Regions from separate parts of the Mus musculus genome. Here regions 1, 3 and 4 are each linked to region 2. A link is a contact called in public HiChIP or PLAC-seq and promoter capture Hi-C data. All regions are on one chromosome and are shown on one strand. Each heading gives the region's core, a stretch centred on a gene start, on an enhancer-like site or on the middle of the called end of the contact. The rest is flanking DNA. Distances are from core to core; before and after follow the strand shown. Region 1 holds the start of Tapbp (TAP binding protein). Region 2 holds the start of Slc44a4 (solute carrier family 44, member 4). Region 3 holds the start of Dhx16 (DEAH (Asp-Glu-Ala-His) box polypeptide 16). Region 4 holds the start of Tap2 (transporter 2, ATP-binding cassette, sub-family B (MDR/TAP)).

Region 1 (3,354 bases), core at 264-2,763, 990 kb before region 2:
TGTTCGGACCTTGACCGAGCCTGCAGACAAGGGGGAAGAGCAGGTCAACTTCTGTGAATCCTCCAATGACTTTGGCCCCTATGAGGGTGGGGGCGCTGGGGCAGGGCTTGATGACCCCGGAGGACCCACCCCTTCCTCCTATGCCCTCACCCACCCTCCACGACCCCTCCTTCCATTGGATGTGCCGGGCAACCAGATCTTGGTTTTCCCATCCTCCTCTTCACAGGCTCCAGGCCAGCCACCAGGGAACACAGCTGAGCACGGGGCAGTGACCCTCGGGGGCACCTCTGCGGTGGGGCTGGGCATACCAAGTGGCTCTGGTGGGGCTCCTGGAGGGACAGGCAACAGCGACGGGAATAAGATCTTTCTGTGCCACTGTGGGAAGGCTTTCTCACATAAGAGCATGCGGGACCGGCACGTGAATATGCATCTCAACCTGCGACCCTTTGACTGCCCCGTGTGCAACAAAAAGTTCAAGATGAAACACCACCTGACCGAGCACATGAAGACACACACGGGCCTCAAGCCGTACGAATGCAGTGTCTGCGCCAAGAAGTTCATGTGGCGGGACAGTTTCATGCGTCACCGGGGACACTGTGAGCGTCGGCACCGGATGGGTGTGGGTGGGGTCGGATCTGGACCGGGTCCTGGACCTGGACCCGGGACACCTTCTGGGCCAGCATTGCAACCCAAGAGGGAGTCTTCCACAGTGGGTGGGGGCAGTGGCGATGAGGCAAATTCGGCCACGCCCCCGTCCCATAGGCGTGTCTGGTCCCCACCCAGCGTGCACAAAGTGGAGATGGATTTCAGTGGGGGTGGAGGTGCAGCACACTGAAGAGCAGGCAATTGGGGAGCTTAGTCTAAGAGCAATGGCTCCCGGGGTTTCCCCCACCAAACAGTCTTCCCTTACCTCGGTGGACTTGTATATATTCTAGAGAAGGGCGTGGGTTGCACCGTCGCCAGCCCGTTCCATTCCTCAGCCCCTTCCTCGAGATCTCTGGAACTAAGCTGTGTTTTTGCTTTTCCCCTGAGCACACCAGAGCCCCACCTTCACGGAGTAGTGCCAACAAGGTGGGGGAATGGAAAAGGGACCTTTTGAGCATCCTAGAGTCACAGAGCCAACAGTCAGGTTGTGCTAGTTTGTGCCTGAAGTCTGTGTTTGTGTTGTGGGACAAGGCCTTTGAGTCTTAACGATTGTCCTTTCTCCTCTTGAAGGATACGCCCCTTATTTCTGTACTACCCCACCCTTGCCATGGGGATCCCAAATTGGGTTGTCATGAAAGTGGGTGGACACAAGGTGGGAGCCGCGTAGTATAGGTCTTAATTTTTAACGGTGATTAAAATATTTATTGGTCACTTCACTTGGCTTCCCAACACCCCTCTGTTTGCTGGGACCTGGCACAGGTCTGGGAACGCGGGAGTGTGGTTTTAAGGGAGGTGGCGCGGAGAGGGCACAGCAGGAGGGCGGAGTCTAGGCTGATAAAGGGCTCAAAGTTGGCGCAGTCCGGTGAGCCAAGGGGGTGGGTGCAGGGCGAGGAGTGGCTGGAGAGCTACAGACAGGGTTTCGGCAACTCTGTTTGGCCCCTGTGGGCGGCGTTCCTCCAACGCGCAGTCACGCCCTCACCTGACCAGATCGGGGAATTTCCAGTTCCTCACCCCAGCCTTAGAAGGAAAATGAAAGTGAAAGGGGAAGAAAAGACTTGGTAGGAGAGATCGTAGCACCATGAAGCCTCTGCTCCTGCTCGTCGCTGTGGCACTGGGTGAGCAGACCCCATTTCTTCTTGTTTAGGAATAGACACACTGGGAAGGAGAGGGAGGAGGTCCCATGGCGGGTCTGAAGGGGCGGGCCGGTCGCCGGTCGCCGGACATCCTATGGCCCTCTGGTCACCGGAGCCCCTCTCCCCAGGCCTAGCGACCGTCGTCTCCGTCGTCTCGGCTGGACCAGAGGCGATCGAGTGCTGGTTCGTGGAGGATGCAGGTGGGGGTGGCCTGTCTAAGAAACCTGCCACACTGCTACTGCGCCATGGACCCAGGGGACCGCCGCCCCGGCCAGATCTTGACCCAAAGCTATACTTCAAGGTGGATGGTGAGTCTTCGGGACTTACCTGCATCTGTCGCCTCCTCTTAGCTCACGCAGGGACGCTGGGCCTCAGTTTTCCCTTTTGTAAATACGTTTGGATGCTCTCTAAGTCGTTCACTACTTTGCTAGTTTGTGCCTTCCGGCCTGTGTGTAGTCAGCACATTTCCAGTCCGGGCTACCGTTACACCCTTTTCGGTTCTGCAGACCCGGCGGGAATGCTCCTGGCCGCCTTCAGGCGGTACCCCGCAGGCGCCTCCGCCCCACACTGCGAGATGAGCCGCTTCATCCCGTTCCCTGCCTCGGCGAAGTGGGCTAGAAGTCTGAGTCCGGAGCAGAACTGCCCGCGGGCCCTGGACGGGGATTGGCTGCTGGTCAGCGTATCCAGCACTCTCTTCAGCCTCTCCAGCCTGCTGCGACCACAGCCGGAGCCTCTGCGGGAGCCTGTCGTCATCACCATGGCAACAGGTAGCCGCCGAGAGGCGCGCGAGATGGATGGGTAGTTTTTAAGGATCTAGATGGGCCAGTTCGGCGACTCGCCAAGAGGTTTGAATGGGTCATTTCTTCAACTGGGGATCAGTATATATTCTTTTGTTAAGGGAAGGGAGTTGGTTAGATTTTATCTTCACCCTTCATTGTAGGCTGAGAGTAAAATTGAAACCTACTGTGGTTTGGGGGCGGGACTTTGCAGAGGCGGTCATGGTGTCGGTTTCCAGATCCCAGAGTTTGAGAAACTCATAAGGTTAGGCGTCCCGAAACCCAAATTTTTTCTGCACCCATCCTAGGTTTCAAAAATCACACTTTGAGTCTCTTCAAAGCGCACTAGAGACTAGGGACAGTCAGCCCAGCAAGGAACCTCTTGCCAAGGCTCTCGGCCACGGTCTTTAGTGCCTCAACAGTGGCCTCTAGTGGGCAGAACGGTGGCTTGTGCACAGGTGCGGTTCTGCCGCTTGAGTTCCCAGAGATCCACCCACCACTTTGCTGTGCTGGACAGGGGAAGGGGCACTCTATGGGGTAGATCTGTCTTGAATGTCCTGAATGTTTGCTTTTCTCTCTGGACACCACCTAACAGGTAGATAGAATCGTCATTGGCTTTCCCCATTTCTGGTGCTTTTATGCAAATATTCTCACCGAACTCAGTCCTTTGCCTTCATCATTTGAAGTCTCCAAATGGGGACAGTCTGAAACTCCACTGGCACCTCTACTCTTAGCTCCACCCTGTGCAGGCCCTTTGTGGGGACAGTAGTTCTCTTGAAACCACCTGCCCTCACACTGCT
Region 2 (3,648 bases), core at 1,083-3,582:
TCCCCAGAACACAGGCTCACACACACACACACACACACACACACACACACACACGTCATCTCCCACCATGCCTGCTCAGGTCTTGCAGGCTCCACCTGTACAGAGCCTCCCACCTGCCTGTCTACAGCTGCACAGCGACCCCTAGTGGCTGGACCATGTCCTGCATCTCTCCCCTGGGCTCTGAGAACTGAGTGGGAAGGTGGGGCCGGGAGCCCTGCTCACTGTTCATGCAGAACTGAAGTTTCCGTCCAACAGGTATGTAGGAGAGCTGATCTCTGATGCCGAGGCTGATGTGAGAGAGGATGATTCTTACCTCTTCGATTTAGATAACAAGGTGGGATGCAGCACCTCTGCCCTCAACTACCAAAGGCTGCTTTGTGCAGCCACCTGTAACATCTGGGACTGGAAGCCTGGGTGGAGGGACTGGGTGTCACTGCAGGAACACTAGCCAGGCAAGTGGATAGAAGTGGATATTAAGAACACTGTGTCTCCACCCCCAGGATGGCGAGGTTTACTGCATTGATGCCCGTTACTATGGCAACATCAGCCGATTCATTAACCACCTGTGTGACCCCAACATCATCCCTGTCCGGGTTTTCATGCTGCACCAAGATCTACGGTTCCCACGCATTGCCTTCTTCAGCTCCAGGGACATCCGGACTGGGGAGGAGCTGGGGTGAGGAGCCAGCCTGAGGGCACTGACCAGCCTTTGGTGTTCTTTTTTTTTTTTTTTTTTTTTTCCCGGTTTTTCGGGACAGGGTTTCTCTGTGTAGTCCTGGCTGTCCTGGAACTCACTCTGTAGACCAGGCTGGCCTCGAACTCAGAAATCTGCCTGCCTCTGCCTCCCAAGTGCTGGGATTAAAGGTGTGTGCTACCATACCCGGCTTCCTTTGGTGTTCTTAGGTGTCCCTTGGAAGGCTTGTTAAAACTGTGTAAGGCAGGAGTAGGAACATACATTCATGATCACAGCACTCAGGAGGCTGAGGCAGGAGGATCACAAAGAGTCTGGGCTACAGAGTGAGACCCTGTGTCAAAACAAAACAAGAGAAGTCCAGGTTGCCCTGGTATCACATGCCTGTCATGCTAGTGTTTGAAAGAGCTTGAAGCAGAAGTACCTACAAATTCAAGGCCAGCCTGGGCTAACTACAGAGTTCAGGACAGCCAGGCCTATGTAGAGAGACCCTATCTTAAGCAAAAAACAAGAAGGGGGATGGGGGCTAGTGTGGGTTGGCTGGATGGTTGAGTATACTAGGCCCTGGGCAGGCTGCATCCCACTTCCCGCAGAGCCTCGGGAGAGTCTGGTCACAAGGCAGGAAGGCTAGAAGCCTGCATTTATGACAGTTCTCTGGGAGTGTGAGTCAACAGAGCCAACAAGGACCTGGAGTCCATCTGCAGGAGTGGTTGGGTGGAAGAAGGTGGATCCCTCAAGAGGGCTCCTGGGCTCTATGAGATGGGTTTGAAGTGTCTAGATCCAAGGGCCAAGAGCTCCTGTGTTTCCTCTGCCAGCTTTGACTACGGTGACCGATTCTGGGACATCAAGAGCAAGTATTTCACCTGCCAGTGTGGCTCTGAGAAGTGCAAGCATTCAGCGGAGGCCATCGCCCTGGAGCAGAGCCGCCTGGCCCGGCTGGACCCCCACCCGGAGCTGCTCCCTGACCTCAGCTCCCTGCCCCCCATCAACACCTGAGGACTCTTAAAATCCAGGCCGGGCACTGCCCTTCAGACATTTCTCCATCAGAGACCCCAGTAAGGCCTGGAAGGTCGATGGCCCCTCTCCCAGAGCTGGTTTCTCACTGGGAGTGCAAGTGACTTCAGGGCTGGCCTTCCCCACTGAGCCTGGCCTCAGTTAGCTGATTGAAGTTGGGCCTCTGCCAGCTGATTTTCTGTGTTCTCAATAAATGTTGGGTTTGGTAATAAACTGTCTGGTGATTGTTTCAGGACGATGAGGACTATGGGGCTGAGGGGACAGTTGGGTAGGAAGCAAGCTGTGGCTGTGGGGTGGAAGAGAACAGCTGTGGGGCACCCACTGGCCACAGGGGTTTAAGGAAAAGCAAATCACAACCTAGAGGTTTGGGTGTGCCACAGTTGAAGTACTCTAAACAATTATGCAGTGTTTCCTTATCAAAGTGCTCCGGTTTCTTCCTGCTGCGGTCCGTAGCAGACCCGGTAAGCAGCTCCTGGGACCCAGTTCTGAGCCCTGGTACCCCTGGGCTGGTCAAGAGTTGAGATCTGAAAAAGGAACTGTAGAGGACCACAGGCAGGGGCGGGGCTGTGACGTCTGGGAGGGAGGGCGGGGCGGGCGGCAGGTGAGCGGCTAGGTCTCCGTGGCTCCAATCACTCCGGAGACTGAGCCATGGGGAGAAAGCAGAATGAGAACGAGGCTCACGGTAAGGCTAGGGGCAGAGGCCCGGGCTCTGGAGAGAGGTGGCCGGGCTCTGCAGCCATGGCAGCTGAGGTTGGATCCTGACAGAGGAACTGGAGTCCTGGGTCTCTGAGGAGCGGCTACAGGAAAACAGGAGTCAAGGAAAAGAGACAGAATCAGGTCCTGGAAGGATGGTCTGAGCCGCCAGAAAGATCTTGCATACTAAATGGAACCTGGATGAGCAGGAGTTGGGGCTGGCGTCCCTGTGTGGCCAGCGGAGTGGGGAGGTCAGGCCTGGGCTGTAGGTCCCTGAGGGCAGAGCCCTAGCAAACAAAGCCTGTGTGGTTAGGAGGCAGGTTAGGGTCCCGATGCTCTGGACTTAGAGTCCAGCAGTGTCCTGCGCTGTGGTTGCTGGGGGGGGGGGTGTCTGTCAACCCACACCCTGTGAAGAGGCAGGAGCTGAGACTCCTGTTGGGATCTGTGTGAAGAGTTGGGGAGATGGGCCTCTGAACTAATAAAGTCCTTTGAGGAGTAGGGGGCTGGAACCCCAAACTTCTGCAGTCAGCCTGCTAGGATTCCTGTGAAATGGAGGGCCTGGGACCCTGAGCTGCTGGGGTCTGCATGCTAGAGTCCCAGAGGGGGGGGGGCAGGTACCGTGGACTAAAGGAATTCTTGTGAGAATTTGGGGTGGGACCCCGAGATGCTAGGGTCTGCCTGCAAGGACCCCTGTGAGGAGTGGGGCCTAAGGTGGAGAGACAACTGACACCTGCCTTCAGGTTTCAGTTGGGAAGAAGTGTGTATGTTGGTGTATCTAGAGCACTTTAAGTAATCGGGGCCAGGGCTGTGTGGAAGGGGAGGTCTGAGGGGAAACAGGGGAGGCCTGTTTCCAGAACTGCTGAAGTAAAGGGCTGGAAATCTTTCCCCCAGATCCTGAGACTGGACGGGGAAGAGAGAGGGCTGAGGGTTGGGCCTCCTCTAGGTGGGGCTGGTGTCCCCTAGAAGACCGAGTAATAGCCAGAGCACAGAAAACTTCCTGGAACAGCCTTGGGTCAATCATTGACCCTGTGTCTGTGAGCCCGGGTGGGACAGAGTCCAAAATGCCCACAAAAGAAGATACCTGCCCCAGGCTAGCCCACCCCTCAGCTGTCCCTCAGTGCCCACCAGGACCCTGGCAGCCTGGCCCCGCCCTGCCCCGCCCCCTCCCCTGTGTACTCAAGGAGGACCAGGAACAGGACGTGGCCACAAGGCCACAACCACAGCAGCCGGCTCAGGTGTCAATCTGGCTG
Region 3 (3,206 bases), core at 289-2,788, 970 kb after region 2:
CGGTGGTGTCGCTCACCTTTAATCCCAGCGCTTGGGAGGCAGAGGCAGAAGGATTTCTGAATTCGAGGCCAGCCTGGTCTACAGAGTGAGTTCCAGGACAGCCAGGGCTATACAGAGAGACCCTGTCTCAAAAAAACAAAACAAAAAACAAACAAACAAAAAGAGTTCAAGGTTGCGGGGGTGGGGGGTGGGGGGTAGGGAGGATACTGGGGTGGGGAGGTGCCCTCTCAGAGGAGAAGGGGAATAGGGGGAGAAACTCTTTCAGGGGGGACCAGGAGGGGGCAGCTTTGAGGATGTAAGTAATTAAGTGCGTAAGTAAATAAATAAATAAATAAGAGTTCAAAGTTATCTTTAGCTATGTAGTACATACAAGGCCAGCTAATTGTACATGAGTCCCGTGTTTTTTTGTTTTTTGTTTTTGTTTTTTAAATGGTGAACTGGAGAGCTGGCTTCTCAATTAAGAACACTTAGGTTTAACTCCCAGCACTCACGTGATGTCTCAAAAACACCCCTAACTACATTTTCAGGAGATCCAATGCCCTCCTCCAGATTCTGAGTGGTATACATACTTGCAAGTAAAATGCCTACACACACACACACACACACACACACACACACACACACACACCCAATAGAGGGGCTGGAGAGATGATTCAGTGGTTAAGAGCACTTGCTGCTCTCAGAAGACTGGTGTTTGGTTCCCAGCACCTATATCAGGCAGGTCCCAACCACCAGTAACTCCAAGTTCAGAGAGACACAATATCTCTGACCTAAAAGGGCACACACACACACACACACACACACACCACACACACACACACACATACTGTGCAGATAAATTCATGCAGGCAAACCCACATGCACATTAAATAAATAAATATTAAAATCTTATGATACCCAAACTCCCACCTAAATGTATTTATTATGTACCTTTAGTTTTTGTTGTTTTAATTTTTAATATTTTAAGTTAGGCCGGGCGTGGTGGTGCACGCCTTTAATCCCAGCACTCGGGAGGCAGAGGCAGGCAGATTTCCGAGTTCGAGGCCAGCCTGGTCTACAAAGTGAGTTCCAAGACAGAGAAACCCTGTCTCGAAAAACCAAAAAAAAAAAATTTATTTTTAAAAAAATTAGGTGTATGTGTGTTTGTGTATGAGCACGTGCACACAAGTGCAGGTGTCAGAAGAGACCAGAGGTGGTAGATCCTCCTGGATCTGGAGATATACGTGGTTGTTGGTGAGGGATGTGGGTGCACCGAATCGAACTCGACTTCGCTGAGCCGTCTCTCCAGCCCTTTGTTATATATCTTGTTTTCCTAACCCTGATTTGTACGTCTTTTATTTATCCCAGCTGTGGGAACTAGTTAGTCATCACTGACAGCTTGTATTGATAGAGAACTGCACCCGCGCACAGATCATTAGGGGGCGACGGAGAGCTTGGACGAGGCTGTGCATGAAAGCCTCTTGCACTTAGCGTCGGGAAAGAGGCTGCGCGATTTGAACCCGCCCAGCCACCGTCGATCCCTGGCCGGAAGAGCGCGACTCTTTCCGGGTTTCGCGGTCTGTGGAATTGGAGTCTCTACGGCAGCCGGAGCGAGGCGGTAGTACCGCAGGCTCTGTCCCCGCCGCAGTCCTGGCCGTTCCGCGGTTGCGCGCCCGGAGCAGGACGCGTCGCCATGGCGACGCCGGCGGGGCTGGAGCGGTGGGTGCAGGAGGAGCTGCACTCGGTGCTGGGGCTGAGCGAGCGGCACGTCGCGCAGTTCCTGATCGGCACCGCACAGCGCTGCGCCTCCGCCGAGGAGTTCGTGCAGCGCCTGCGGGACACCGACACCCTGGACCTCGGGGGGCCGGCGCGGGACTTCGCCCTGAAGCTCTGGAGCAAGGTGTGTGCCGCCGGGGCAGGCCACTCACAGCCGAATTGGCTCGTACGCAGTGTGGCTGTCTATTCTGTGATAGCCTGCAACTTTCAATATAGTACACAGGCTGGCTTAGAACTTGCAGCGAGCCTCCCTGGTAGTGGGGTGACAGAGAGACCTTTCATTCTTGGTTCCGCCCACCATTTAATTTTTTTCCTCTGTTATCTAGATATCATGCTAGGTGTTGGGTGTATACAGGTCTGTGGAGAAGACTCGAGATGGGGCTCTACATACATGTTTAAGCTAGAGCCATTGTTAGTTACAGCACATACCCCAGGCCTAAGGATGTAGCTCAGTTGGTAGAATGTTTGTCTAGCATACAGTAAGCCTTGGATTCAATCCCCAGCCCTGGGAAAGAGTCACTGAGAACAGAGCTAGGAGAATTAGCATTTAGGAAATAGGATCGAGGCTGGGGAGGGATGGCTTAGCAGTTAAGACCCCTTGTGCATCTGGAAGACTTGAGTTCAGTTCTCAGCAACCAGGCCTAGTGGCACACAACCATCTGTAATTCCAGCTCCAAGGAGATCGGAGGGCTTCTGGCCTTTGCCAGGTACCCCATACACATAAATAAATGAAAAATAAATCATGAAAAGAAAATGGGTTTTAGAACATAAACTACTTAAGCTCAGAACCAATACTTTAAAAAAAAAATTCTATCGTGGGGCAAGAAGAGATGGCTCAGGGATTAAGACCACTTGCTGTTCCTCTAGAGGAACCAGGTTCAATTTCTAGAACCCACGTGGCAACTCACAACTGTAACTCCAGTTCTATGAGATTCAGCACCCTCACACACAGCTCACGTTGCAGGCAGAACACCAGTGCACATAAAAATAAAAGTAAGTCATTAAAGTTAGGAAGAAGTTTTAGTTCGTGCATATGCCCGTGTGAGGCTGTGAGCGTACAACCTGTGAGAGCTGGTTCTTTGCCTCCACCACGGGATGGCTTTCAGTAATCATTTGCTCAGTGGATTCCTAGAAGGACGTTCAGAAGCTGCGGAGCCCTGTTGAGCTATGACCGTAGAACAAGACCACGAAGAAGAGAAAGATGGAGACAGGCTTTAGATATAGTAACCGGTTCGTAGGCAAATGAGGGTACTGAGGTCAGGAGCTGTCATATCTACCGGCAGGTGCCACGGAAGGCTGTGGTGGAAAAGCCAGCTCGGGCAGCTGAGCGAGAGGCCCGAGCCCTGCTAGAGAAAAACCGTTCTTATAAGTTGTTGGAAGACAGCGAGAGCGGCGAGGAGGCAGTGGGTAGTAACGGGAGCAGCCTCCAGAAGAAGCGGAAGAGACGGAAA
Region 4 (3,365 bases), core at 752-3,251, 710 kb before region 2:
GCAGGAGTGCTCAGTGCAGGAGTACTCAGCACAGGAGTGCTCAGTGCAGGAGTGCTTGGTGCAGGAGTGCTCAACATAGGAGTACACAACACAGGCATGCTCAGGACAGGCATGCTCAGGGTAGGAGTACTCAGGACAGGAGTGCTCAGGGCAGGAGTACTCAGGGCAGAAATGCTCAGCACAGGAGTACTCAGCACAGGAGTGCTCAGGGCAGGAGTACTCAGTGCAGGAGTGCTCAGTGCAGGAGTGCTTGGTGCAGGAGTGCTCAACATAGGAGTACACAACACAGGCATGCTCAGGACAGGCATGCTCAGGGCAGGGGTACTCAGGACAGGAGTGCTCAGGGCAGGATTACTCAGCACAGGAGTGCTCAGTGCAGGAATACTTGGTGCAGGAGTGCTCAGCTCAGGAGTGTTCAGGACAGGAGTGCTCAGGATAGGAGTGCTCAGGTCAGGAATGCTCAGCGCAGGAGTACTCAGCACATGCATGCTCAGGGCAGGAGTACTCAACACAGGCATGCTCAAGACAGGAGTGCTCAGGGCAGGAGTACTCAGGACAAGAGTGCTCAGAGCAGGAGTACTCAGGACAGGAGTGCTCAGGGCAGGAGTGTTCAGGGCACAGCACAGGAGTACTCAGCACAGTGCTCAGTGCAGGCATGCTCAGTGCAGGAGTACTCAGGACAAGAGTACTCAGTACAGAGTGTTTGGTGTAGGAGTGCTGAGTGCAGGAGTGCTCAGTGTAGCAGTGCTCAGTGCAGGAGTGCTCAGGGCAGGAGAGTTCAGCGCATGAGTGCTCCGTGCAGGAGTGGTCAAGAGCCAGGTCAGGGGTTAGAGGACTCTGAGATCCAGACAGCCAGATGGGAGCCTTCTCCACCTGGGGTAGCCCTAAAGTCCAGAGAGATAGGCATAGCCATGTAGGCCTGCTTTAAGGCCACCCCCAGCCCCCCCCCCGCCCTCAACATTTGACCTTCAAGTGACTCATGGGTAGTCACACCAGCATGTCTAAGGGGATTTTTTTTCCTTTATAGGTAGTTTCAGCCCGCAGAGTCATTTCTCCTTGTAGTGCCCTGGTGGTGGGGTGTGGTGATGAGCAGCATGGTTGATTTTCATGTCTGAGAATGGAACCTGGTGCCTCACCATGCTCTGTGAGGGCTCTTCCCTGGAGCCCAGAAGGGTGATTTCCGCAATGAACTGGGCTCTGGGGAGGAGGCCGGGTTCCCTCTTTGATGGTGTTAGCCTACAGCCTACTCTGACTACCTCACAAGCAGCAGGCCCTGGCACTGACCCAGGGCCCTCACTGCAAGTGCGGTGTGCTGCGAAGAAAGTCTGAGGACAAAGGGCCAGAGCCTCTGGGTTCAAAATCTGTGAAAGGGAACCTTTGGCCTGCTGATAGGAGCTGAGGCCTTCTTGTAAGCCCTAGTTTTACCCCAGACCCCAACTCTTGAGCTTACCTGGAAAAACAAACAAGCCCTCAAGCCTCTCTTCTCTTCCACCCTCCGTCCTTCTCTCTCCTCTCTTCCTTTTTCCAAAGGTGGGACACCTGTGTGGTCTGCTGACTGGGAGGGACCTGAAGTCACTCCCTCCTCCATTTTCCTCCCTCCCCTTCCTTCCGTCCACGACCATTCTCTTCCCTCGCCTTTCTCCTTCTCCTATGCTCTTTTCTGCCCTTTACTCCTCCTCCTCTTTCCCCTTCCTCAAACCTACTGGCAGCGAACCCTGGGCTCAGGCAAGTTTTCTCAACATCTGAACTATAGTCCCAGTTTAACCGGCGCTTCTTAAAACATGCTCGGAGGTCGGAGAAATGCAGGGTTTTTTCGTTTTTTTTTTTTGTTTGTTTTGTTTTTTTTTGTTTTTGTTTTTGTTTTTTTTTCCTTTTCAAAGCATCTCAGACCCTCAAGAGTTTTGCTAGTAGCGGCCTTGGAGGGCGAGCCTTTTTGGGAACCTGGGGCGCTCAACCCACCCGCAAATTGACAGGCGCCATCTGCTGGCGGCTGTGCGCAGCACCGCGACCACGGCAGTGAAGTGAAAGCGAAAGCCGCGGGACCCAGGCGCGCTCCCCGCGAGGGCGTCGCTGCGCACCCAGGAGATCCAGTTTGAGAAGAAGCAGATTCCAGAAGCTCTCCTGAGCTGCCGCTCCGCAGCCGCAGGTGAGTTCTTTTGGATAGAACCCGAGAGTTAGCAGGAGTGCGGCCCATTCCCAAACCCTTGGCGTCATCATCCGGTTCCCCACTCCTCGTCCCCTGTCTTGGGTCTTCTGCCGCTTACTCCCTGCCCCGTGTCCTCTGCTCCGTGCCCCTGCCCCACCCAGTGTCCCAGGTCCCCTGTCCCTCACCCCTTGCCCAAGGTCCTCTGCCCCACCCCCTTGCCCTGCGTCCCCGGTCTTCCGTCGGGCGCCGCCGGCCCAGCGCCCCTACTCAGAACCTTCTGTCCCAAGCCATCTAAGGCTACCGAACCCACCCGCATCCCGCCCCTGCACCGGGTCTCCTGGCTCTTAAAGACCCGAGGAATGGGGGCAGTGTGTCTTCTTGGGCTAACACCAACAAACTTCAGGGAGATGGATGTGGTGGCAGCAGACCGCCCCCTCCCCCACCCCCACCCCCGTGCTGTGTGTCTGAGTGTCTGTGTGTCTGTGTGACTGTGTGTGAGAATAATGCAGCCTTCCCAGCTCCGTCAGACAGTCAGTCCTAGGAGAGACTTATCTAGGAGGGGGTCTTTCCGGTGAACAAGAAGCCTCAGGGTGGATTTGGGGCAGGAGGCTCGTAACCAGGGTTGGAACTCCACAGACCTCATTTCTCCCTTTCTTTCCGCAGAACCCACCATGGCGCTGTCCTACCTGAGGCCCTGGGTCTCTCTGCTGCTGGCGGACATGGCTTTACTTGGGTTGCTACAAGGATCTCTGGGAAATCTGCTTCCCCAGGGGCTGCCAGGACTCTGGATAGAGGGCACCCTGCGACTTGGAGTGCTGTGGGGACTGCTAAAAGTGGGAGAGCTGCTGGGACTTGTGGGGACCCTTCTGCCCTTGCTCTGCCTTGCCACTCCCCTGTTTTTCTCGCTAAGAGCTCTGGTGGGAGGCACCGCGAGCACCTCAGTAGTCCGAGTGGCTTCTGCCTCTTGGGGCTGGCTGCTGGCTGGCTATGGGGCTGTTGCGCTGAGCTGGGCCGTGTGGGCTGTGCTGAGCCCGGCTGGAGTCCAGGAGAAGGAACCAGGCCAGGAGAACAGAACACTGATGAAGCGGTTGCTGAAGCTGTCCAGGCCGGACCTGCCTTTCCTCATAGCTGCCTTCTTCTTCCTTGTGGTGGCTGTGTGGGGTGAGAGGAAGAGACCACTGTGAGAGGGAGGTGGGAGAAGGGCCTTGCCAGGGCACAG

The links. HiChIP or PLAC-seq counts read pairs in DNA pulled down with a chosen protein or histone mark. Capture Hi-C pulls out chosen DNA fragments and counts their contacts.
Region 1: a contact with region 2 is called in a FOXA1 HiChIP or PLAC-seq map of pancreatic cancer cells. The contact joins the promoter of Tapbp here to the promoter of Slc44a4 in region 2. A contact is called at or near these places in 3 of 39 promoter capture datasets (cranial neural crest, embryonic stem cells and liver), 1 of 484 Hi-C or Micro-C datasets (B cells), 1 of 115 datasets of contacts at active chromatin or transcription factors (pancreatic cancer cells) and 1 of 9 other capture datasets (liver).
Region 3: an H3K4me3 HiChIP or PLAC-seq map of bone marrow-derived macrophages shows a contact between it and region 2, with 7 times the contacts expected there. The contact joins the promoter of Dhx16 here to the promoter of Slc44a4 in region 2. A contact is called at or near these places in 2 of 115 datasets of contacts at active chromatin or transcription factors (bone marrow-derived macrophages and microglia).
Region 4: a promoter capture Hi-C map of liver shows a contact between it and region 2. The contact joins the promoter of Tap2 here to the promoter of Slc44a4 in region 2. A contact is called at or near these places in 2 of 39 promoter capture datasets (embryonic stem cells and stem cell-derived epiblast-like cells) and 1 of 9 other capture datasets (liver).

What each region holds. Positions count from the first base shown.
Region 1 is chr17:33,917,965-33,921,318 of GRCm38.p6, forward strand. It overlaps Tapbp (TAP binding protein), which reads left to right and starts at 1,514. Exons shown (of 8, transcript NM_009318.2): 1 at 1,514-1,760; 2 at 1,907-2,086; 3 at 2,285-2,545. The coding sequence starts at 1,724. It overlaps Zbtb22 (zinc finger and BTB domain containing 22), which reads left to right. Exons shown (of 2, transcript NM_020625.3): 2 at 1-1,361. The coding sequence ends at 835. It overlaps Gm19412 (predicted gene, 19412), which reads right to left and starts at 2,532. Exons shown (of 2, transcript NR_168019.1): 1 at 2,106-2,532; 2 at 1,325-1,662.
Region 2 is chr17:34,912,134-34,915,781 of GRCm38.p6, forward strand. It overlaps Slc44a4 (solute carrier family 44, member 4), which reads left to right and starts at 2,333. Exons shown (of 21, transcript NM_023557.3): 1 at 2,333-2,387. The coding sequence starts at 2,354. It overlaps Ehmt2 (euchromatic histone lysine N-methyltransferase 2), which reads left to right. Exons shown (of 27, transcript NM_145830.3): 25 at 256-334; 26 at 501-676; 27 at 1,507-1,940. The coding sequence ends at 1,687.
Region 3 is chr17:35,878,240-35,881,445 of GRCm38.p6, forward strand. Dhx16 (DEAH (Asp-Glu-Ala-His) box polypeptide 16) reads left to right here and starts at 1,539. Exons shown (of 20, transcript NM_026987.2): 1 at 1,539-1,879; 2 at 3,039-3,206. The coding sequence starts at 1,673.
Region 4 is chr17:34,202,478-34,205,842 of GRCm38.p6, forward strand. It overlaps Tap2 (transporter 2, ATP-binding cassette, sub-family B (MDR/TAP)), which reads left to right and starts at 2,002. Exons shown (of 12, transcript NM_011530.3): 1 at 2,002-2,146; 2 at 2,810-3,307. The coding sequence starts at 2,818.